Linked DNA regions of Mus musculus: regions 1 and 3 are each linked to region 2. A link is a contact called in public ChIA-PET and HiChIP or PLAC-seq data. All regions are on one chromosome and are shown on one strand. Each heading gives the region's core, a stretch centred on a gene start, on an enhancer-like site or on the middle of the called end of the contact. The rest is flanking DNA. Distances are from core to core; before and after follow the strand shown.

Evidence for each region. ChIA-PET counts read pairs in DNA pulled down with a chosen protein or histone mark. HiChIP or PLAC-seq counts read pairs in DNA pulled down with a chosen protein or histone mark.
Region 1: a contact with region 2 is called in an RNA polymerase II ChIA-PET map of memory CD8 T cells, with 11 read pairs. The contact joins the promoter of Pigq here to the promoter of Luc7l in region 2. A contact is called at or near these places in 1 of 39 promoter capture datasets (neural stem cells), 2 of 115 datasets of contacts at active chromatin or transcription factors (memory CD8 T cells and pancreatic cancer cells) and 2 of 9 other capture datasets (adipose tissue and liver).
Region 3: a contact with region 2 is called in an H3K27ac HiChIP or PLAC-seq map of epiblast stem cells, with 2.3 times the contacts expected there. The contact joins the enhancer-like site here to the promoter of Luc7l in region 2. A contact is called at or near these places in 5 of 39 promoter capture datasets (the C10 cell line, the HPC-7 cell line, cranial neural crest and 2 more), 7 of 115 datasets of contacts at active chromatin or transcription factors (bone marrow-derived macrophages, cardiomyocytes, embryonic forebrain and 3 more) and 2 of 9 other capture datasets (adipose tissue and pancreatic islet).

Annotation. Positions count from the first base shown.
Region 1 is chr17:25,940,687-25,943,414 of GRCm38.p6, forward strand. Pigq (phosphatidylinositol glycan anchor biosynthesis, class Q) reads right to left here and starts at 1,303. Exons shown (of 11, transcript NM_011822.4): 1 at 1,129-1,303. Nhlrc4 (NHL repeat containing 4) reads right to left here. Exons shown (of 2, transcript NM_001039038.2): 2 at 1,547-2,728. The coding sequence ends at 2,675.
Region 2 is chr17:26,251,607-26,254,306 of GRCm38.p6, forward strand. It overlaps Luc7l (Luc7-like), which reads left to right and starts at 1,304. Exons shown (of 10, transcript NM_028190.3): 1 at 1,304-1,485. The coding sequence starts at 1,425.
Region 3 is chr17:25,892,780-25,895,581 of GRCm38.p6, forward strand. All of the region lies in intron 2 of Rab40c (Rab40C, member RAS oncogene family), which reads right to left. Among named protein-coding and RNA genes, the nearest start is that of Wfikkn1, 13 kb to the left of the region's middle. Within about 2 kb of position 1,357, at least 32 of the 459 cell types and tissues checked have an H3K27ac peak or open chromatin away from gene starts, as enhancers often do. A contact at or near this core is called in bone marrow-derived macrophages and epiblast stem cells, where this site is marked.

The sequences.
Region 1 (2,728 bases), core at 53-2,552, 310 kb before region 2:
AAAGAAGGTGCAAGGCAGAGAGAGGTTGGAGCTCTGATCTGTGGGGTACTGAGAGAACTCAAGTTGAGGCAAATCCCCACCCTCACTCCCATCTCAGCCTCCGGATGCACTGAAGTGTAAGAAGGAGTGTGCTTACACTGGGCTGCTGGGATCCCAGCAGCAGAAAATGATGATGAAAGAGCAGGCGATCGATACAAGAGGTGAGAGGCTGGAGCGAGAAGGCAAAAACCTGGGATGCGTGAAGGCCTTTAAAGATGCTGATTAAAAGAACAGCCCAAGCCTGGAAAAGCTACCTTTGCTAAGAAGGAGTCAGTTCCCTCCCCGACAGCCCATTCCCAGGAGGGTTAAATAAGAGGCCCCAGGAAGTCTCTTCACAGAACTCCAAGTCAGACTTCAGCAGCAGAGCTACTGCTTACTTCCCCTGCAAGGAACAGGCTTGAGGGATGGCCAGCCCAGTTAAGAGAGACCTGGGACACATCATAGCTGAAACATTACTTTGTGAATCTTTGAGAGGGTTCATATTTACCCCACGTTCAAACAACAACAACAACAACAAAACCACTTTTCTGACTAGGGATGTAGTCAGTTGGTATGGAGCCTACCTAGCCTGCACCAGACCCTGTGTTGAGTCCCCAGAACCTCATAGACCAGTAGTAGCAGTGCATATCTGTAATCAGGAGGTGGCCAAAGGACAATCAAAAATTCAAGGTCATCCTTTGCTACACTAGGATTTTGAGGCCAACCTAGCCTAAAAGAGAACCTGCACAGAAACACATTTTCCGCCTCTGTAAATGCTTTCCTTTTTCATTTCAAAAGGAGGGGGTAATCTGTTTCTGATCTTTACTGGAGTGGATAAATATGAGCCTCTCAGCCAGTGCCCCAGGAATCTTCCAGCCAGTTCCCGGCCTGGAGGGGAGGAGGGGCCTCTCGGTGCCCTCAAGTTCCGGAGAGCAGGCCCAGACCCACAACGGGTGCCGCTGAGCCTGGAGGTCAGCTGCGTGGGTGGCCGCCTCTCCCTCTATCCCGGCCTCAGGTTTCCCATCTCAGAGTCTTTAGGACCAAGAGGCCTGCGCTACCTCGGGATTTCCTCCTCTTCCTCTCCCGGCCCCGCCACCCGCTAGTGCTCACCAGCTGGTCCCCGGGGCCGCGTCCCCGAGCGGTAGGGAAGGAACTGGGTTGGGCACTGCGTTCGGCGGGCCCGGGAGGACGACCGTGCTTGCGGCTCCCAGGCCCGCCGCGGGACATCAGCACCATTTCCGCCGGCTCCGCGGCGTTGTCGCGCGACGGTCCGGTCCCCAAACATGCCCGGGCTGTCCATCGCCTGAGCCCGAGAGTTCCGCGCGCGCGGCTCCTGTCATCAAAGCTACCCTCGCTGTAAATATCCTGAAAGGTCCGGTGGATCCAGCCTTTGAGGACCATGGTAGCCGCTTTGTTCTTACCGCCTGGCCTCCTAAACCCAGGCCCTTCCATCTGTTTCTATCCATTGCGAGTAGGGTGCATGCAGACCCGTGTGGGCCGCATAGTCTGAAAGCAATACCCCTAACAACGCAGTAACTAGTGTTTATTGAGCATCTACTTACAAGCAAAGTTTCTTTCATTGTCCATTAATCCCCCACAACATAATGAACAGGGCATATTGATTTAGCCTGCAGGAGTGACATGTGTGTTGACCTCAACGTCCAGATGACAGGCTGGGTGCCACCCCACACCCTAAAGGAGCAAAAGCAAGGAGCTTTTTCTTGCTTCTTCCCACATGAAGAACATGGGTGAGACCAGATTCTCAATGAGTAAGCTCTTCAAACACACACACACACACACACACACACACACACACACACACACACCCCTCCCCTTCCAGATCTCATCTGTAACATGGGAGGAAAGGCTACTGTTTTCCTGTCTTGAATGGAAGGGTATGAAAGAACCTGTGCTACCCAGAACCGTCCCAGCACCCCACCTAAGTGCTCAAAAGTGGTTTGGACCTGGATTGAAGGGAAAACTGAAGGTATCTTTCAAAACAGGGAGTGTCCAGTAGAGGACCTGCCCTTGCTATGTGCCCTACCAGGACACATGTTGGCCTTACCCCTCTGATTTGCCTACTCCTTACCTCTCTGTTGGGCCCAGAGTGCTGTTGGAGGCTCAAGAATGGGAATATTTTTGAAGCTGGGGGGAACACTAAGGGACCACACCCTTCCCCTAAACTGCCCAACCCAGCCTAGCCACACCCTCCCTGCCTGCCTGCCTGCCTGCCTCTGATTAGGATGTAGGGGTTGGACACCTGGCAGGAGATCTTGCCTAGCTATCTGCTGGCAGACAGCCTCAGCACCCAGGATCTATAGCTTCAAGTGTTGCCTCAAAGCTCAGGCCTCCCGAGACCCAAGCTAGCAGAGCCAGGGACTGAGTGGCCCTTGGGTTTTAGGGGCATGAAAACCTATGAGCATACTTAATAGGGAAGTGGAGATGGCCCAGTTTAGAACCTCATCAAGAAATGGTGATTCATGGTTTCTGTGTAGACAGGGGCACTTGCCAAGAGGAAATCACAAAGCCAGCTAAGACCAGGTATCAGGAAGACGGCTCAGCAGGCCCCAAGGAGCCTACCAACCTTCCATGATAGTACAAAGGACTCAGGCCCGGCCAGTCCTAGCAAGGGGCAATTTCCCCCAGAGCCTACCCCTCAGGCCATCTCCCCCAGATACTGGTACAACTTGATGCAGTTGTCCCCTGCATC
Region 2 (2,700 bases), core at 54-2,553:
AAACAAATAATAAAGAACCTAGGGGCTGGAGCAAGAGGAAGAAGTCGAGCGCGGGTGGGGGGGGAGTAACAAAATAAATAAATAAATAAGCATGTAATTAATATGACTTAGCATTTCAACTTTCACTGAAATAAGCAATATAGTTTTATAGAGAGTAAATGAAGAAATGGACCAAGTGTAATGGCATGTGCTGATAATCTCAATGGTCTGGAGGCTGAGCAGCAGAGGGATAGCAAGTTCAAGTCCAACCTGGCCTCTGTGTGTGTGTGTGTATGACTCTGTCTCCAACAGAAGAAATGGAGGCAAGCACATTTGCACATTTTTGTAATTGCAGCACTTGGTAAGGAAGGGAAAGTGGGAGGGTCAGGAATGCAAGTCATCTTTGGTTTCATAATAAGTTCAAGGTCAGCATGGACAACATGAGACTATATTACACAAACAAAAAGAACTGAGATATAACCTAGAAATTCACTTATCATTAGGTTTTTTTTTTTTTAAAGATTTATTATTATATGTAAGTACCCTGTAGCTGTCTTCAGACACTCCAGAAGAGGGCATCAGATTTCGTTAATCTGGACCTTTGGAAGAGCAGTAGGCGCTCTTAACCACTGAGCCATCTCGCCAGCCCCCTTGTTTTGTTTTTTGAGACAGCTTTTCCCTGTGTAACTCTGGCAATCCTGCAGCTTGCTCTGTACCATCAGGCTAGTCTCTAACTCAGAGATGTGCCTGCCTCTGCCTTCCCCAGCGCTGGGATTAAAGGCCTTTGCCTCAAGTTTAATTTATTTGTTTGACTAAAGTCTCATTAGAGCAGAGAATTTGATGTTTCAGGAACCAGGATAAAAATTAGTGGTGGAGTTTTTAATCTAGTCTTTTTTTAAAATAAAGATCTATTTATTTTATTTATATGAGTACACTGTAGCTATCTTCAGACACAGCTGAAGTGGTTATCAGACCCCATTACAGATGGTGGTGGGAACTGAACTCAGGACCTCTGGAAGAGCAGTTTGTGCCTTTAACCGCTGAGCCGTCTCTCCAGCCCTTTTTTTTTTTTTTTTTAAAAAAAAAAAACAGGAGGTAGGATCTTAGTCTCACAAAGACCACGCTTCCACAGGGTAGCCTGACACCCAGGACGCTGGCCTTGAACTACTCAAGCCTGATCCTGGGGATTACAGGCATACCACGACCGGCCAAAATCAAGCTTAGTTGATCTAGTCTTTAGAACGATTTGCGACCGTTCCACTCAGCGACTCCTGTACACTTCCCGACAGGCCTTGCATCAACGCCAAAGAACTTCCTCCCAGCATTCCCCGCGGCCGGAAAGCGCCGTGCGGGCTTCAGGCTGATAGGAGCGTCTTTCCTCGTCGCTGTTTGCGGCTTCTCTGGTCGAGTTGTGCGGAGCTTCTCGGCCGTCCCCACTGGCCACCATGTCCGCCCAGGCGCAGATGCGGGCCCTGTTGGACCAGCTCATGGGCACGGCTCGGGACGGTGAGTCTGAGCGGTGGCCCAGGCTCTGGGCGGGGTGGGAGCAAGGCGAGGCCGCCTGGAAGCCTGAGGTGAGGGCCGTGACAGCGTGCGTCTGCGCGGGGCGCCATTTTTCTCCCCTGCTTGCTGACCCCAGGCTCGGGGCCTTTGTCTGATCTGCTTGGCCTGCGAGTCTCTCGCAGCCGCCGCGTTCTACTGGTCCGGGCTGCCTCCTTCCTGAGAGTCCGATCCGACGGTGGGGCTCTGTCCCCTTCTCGTTTTCCGTCATGCGAGTTCCTCTTGGTCGGCACGGCGGCTCGGCGCCGCCGGGCAAACTGGAGCGTCGGCGAAGGGCTGGAACCAGCGCGGGCTCCGGGGTGCTGGCTGCCGGGTGGCGGAATTTCTCTGATACTCTTCGGAGGAGAGGCGATCCCCGAAGGAGCTGGACGGGTTTCGAAAACCCGGGCGTTCTTGCTCCATACGGTTACACGGGGAGCCGCAAATGAGCATTTCTAACGTGGGTTCCCTCCGCGTACTTTTCTAGTCTTCCCTCCCTTCATTCCCCTGCCTCACAGATTAGCCTCGGTTTAGTCACCTCTCGGCATTCATTAGGTAGTTGGTTCAGTAAGGAGGCGTGCAAGATCATGGTGGTGTCTCAGGAAAAAGCAGTTGCATCCTAGCAAAGCTAGATCCCTGCTGTGGTTTGTGTTTTCATTTTTACTAAAGTAATAAAGTTGTAATTTCACACTGGCACATTTCACAGGGCTGTGCAGATTCTTTGCACCATTTCATAGGTCAATACGTGCTTTTAGCTTTCTTTGTATGTTGAGTTGCTTTTGAATTGCTTCCCATATTTTTATTTCATACAAACTGAACAATTGTGGCCCCTCTATTTTATTTATAAAGGTTCAGTGTATCTTTGCCTGCCTACATCAATCTGCAAGGGAGTTGCAGAAAAGCCTCATGTTCATCGAGCCGTGAGTCACAACCAATTTCTAAGCTGTTATAACAAAAAAGTGTTTGCTTTTTTCCCACAAGTAACTTTAAAAGTGTAGTTTAGAAAGAAAACATTTTCAGTAAAAAGACACGACATTAATCCTGGATGCTTGCCAATCCTGAAGTATATTCTCCCTGACTATTACACAGCACTGTGTCCTGTACACAGATAGCCTTAGAATTTGTCACATACCACTTTGCCTTTACTTTTATGTATCATTCCCCGACTTCCTTACTGCAGGT
Region 3 (2,802 bases), core at 107-2,606, 360 kb before region 2:
CTCACTCTGTAGACCAGGCTGGCCTCGAACTCAGAAATCCGCCTGCCTCTGCCTCCCGAGTGCTGGGATTAAAGGCGTGCACCACCACGCCCAGCCAAATTACACATCTTATTAGGACAGAGTTCTATCAAAAAAACTCCTTTAACTCAATAATAAAACAGAATTCAAAAATGGACAAAGCTGCCGGGTGGTGGTGGCACACACCTTTAATCCCAGCACTTGGGAGGCAGAGGCGGGCAGATTTCTGAGTTTGAGGCAAGCCTGGTCTACAGAGTGAGATCCAGGACAGCCAGGACTACACAGAGAAACCCTGTCTCGAAAAACAAACAAACAAAAAAAGTGGACAAAACCGTATCTCTGCAAAAGACATAGATAGTAATGGTAACAGGCACAAGAAACTGTTCTGTACTACTGGTAGCCCATCAGGAAAGGACATCAGAGCCCTGTGCTAAGCACCGCATGCTGGATTAGATGGCTAGATTCAAATCAGACAGTGAGATATAGAGACACAGGGACCCTTCTACTTTGCCAGGTGTGTGTGGGGGACATAAAATAATGATTGCACAATGTACAAATAGATAGGTGCTTCTGAGCTGTGTATTTGATAAATAGGGTCAAGACATGTTTTTCTGAGACAGTTTCTTTCTTTTTCTTTTTTTCTTTTGTTTTTCGAGACAGTCCTATAATTTGCTCTGTATACCTGGTGTCCTCAAACTCACAGAGATCCACCTGCTTCTGCCTCCCAAGCACTGACATTACAGGCATGCACCACTAATGCCCAGTTGAGACACGGTTTTCTATGAAGTCTAGCTGGCCTGGATCTTGTTACATAGCTGGCTTGAATTTGTAGCAATCCTCCTGCCCCTGACTCCTCTATTTCCATGACATACAGTACGGGTACTGCACGCACACCCACAGGACTGACAGCAGCTATGCCTCTTTCCCCACCTTTCCCTACGCTCCCCTGGAAGGAGTTCAACTGCAACTTCCAAGCAGAGCTTGTGAGGACACTATTGCAGTGGTTTTATTTTTATTTGATTGATTAATTAATTAATTGATTGATTGATTCATTCATTCATTCGAGGCAGGGCCTCACTATGTCGCTCTGGATGGAACTCACTCTGTAGACCAGGTTGTCCTTGGACTAAAGAGATCTTTCATTAGAGCTCCGCCTGCCTCTACTTCCCAAATGCTGGGGTTAAAGATGCGCACCACCACACTTTATACTGATTTTTGATTGGCTTCTCTGAGAAAAGATCAGCAGGACCTGCAGCATAGCCTTCCTTGACTATGACCTAGACTCCCCAGTCCTATCCCCAGGAAAGCAACTGCCTGTCTACCAAGCTACCCCTAGATGGTGCTGTGGCCCCAGGCCTGCCGAGAGCAGAAGCTGCAACAGAACAATGGATGCCTGGGAAGAACCTTCAGAGAGACCTCAATCACTAACACCTGTCACCAACAGTCATCAACTATGTTGATGAGCCTGTCACTGTTCTCAGTTGGGTCTGAGGTGGTCCCTGCCACTGACCCAGCAGACTGTGTGACACTCACAGGCTCCCCTAGTCAACATACCTTTCTTTTAGAATGAAGTACATTTATGAATCACCTACAGGAGTCCTAGCACCAGGAGGGCCTGGAGAGGAGCTGACCCTGAAGGTGGAGGGAGCAGGGCCTGCTCTGTGGCCACTGGCCTGCTCCATAAACATCTAGCTGTTCCTTGTTCAGGTAGGAAATATAAGACACAGCCATGAGCTAGCCAGTGAATCAGCCTCTCCATTAGGTTTAAACATTCAGCAGTGTTTTAAATAATGGGAGCCCAGAGCAGAGCACAGGAGTAACACACGATTTGCATATACAAGGCCGGTTTCATTTCTAGTACCCCTCCCCCAAAAGGGTGGGAATTTTATTCAAAATAAGTCAGTGATCTGGGCATGGTGGCACACACCTTTAATCCCAGCATTCTGGAAACAGAGGCAAGCAGAGCTCTAGGTTCATGACCAGCCTGGTCTATATAATTCCAGAACAACCACGACTACACAGAGAGACCCTGTCTCAAAAAAGCAAAATAAACAAAACAGAAATCAGCTATCAAGAACCAGTGTGACGGGGCTGGAGAGTTGGCTCAGTGGTTAAGAGCACTGACTGCTCTTCCAGAGGTACTGAGTTCAATTCCCAGCAACCACATGGTGGCTCACAGCCATCTATTGTGAGATCTGATGCCTGTTCTGGCACATAGGCATACATGCAGATAGAGCACTCATATAAAGTAAATACATCTTAAAAAAAAAAACAAAAACAAAACAACAGTGTGATGGCACATGCTTGTACACAATCTCCAGTGAGTCCAAAGGCAGCCTGAGCTACAGTATGGGTCCAGCTATATGCCCAGCTATGTCCAACTTTTTTCTCAAAAAGAAAGAAACAGTCGCTGGGCATGGTGGCATATGCTTTTAATCCCAACACTTGGGAGGCAGAGGCAGGCAGATTTCTGAGTTCGAGGCCAGCCTGGTCTACAGAGTGAGTTCCAGGACAGCCAGGGCTACACAGAGAAACCCTGTCTCGAAAAACCAAAAGAAAGAAAGAAAGAAAGAAAGAAGGAAGGAAGGAAAGGAAGGAAGGAAGGAAGGAAGGAAGGAAGGAAGGAAGGAAGGAAGAAAGAAAGAAAGAAAGGAAGAAAGAGAAACAAAGAAAGAAAGAAAGTCAGTCAGTCAGTCAGTCTAGCTATGTGGAGCTGCATAACTACCAGGGAACCTGCATTACACTAACCCACAGATGGAGCCAGACTTTCAGCTCTCCCGCCAG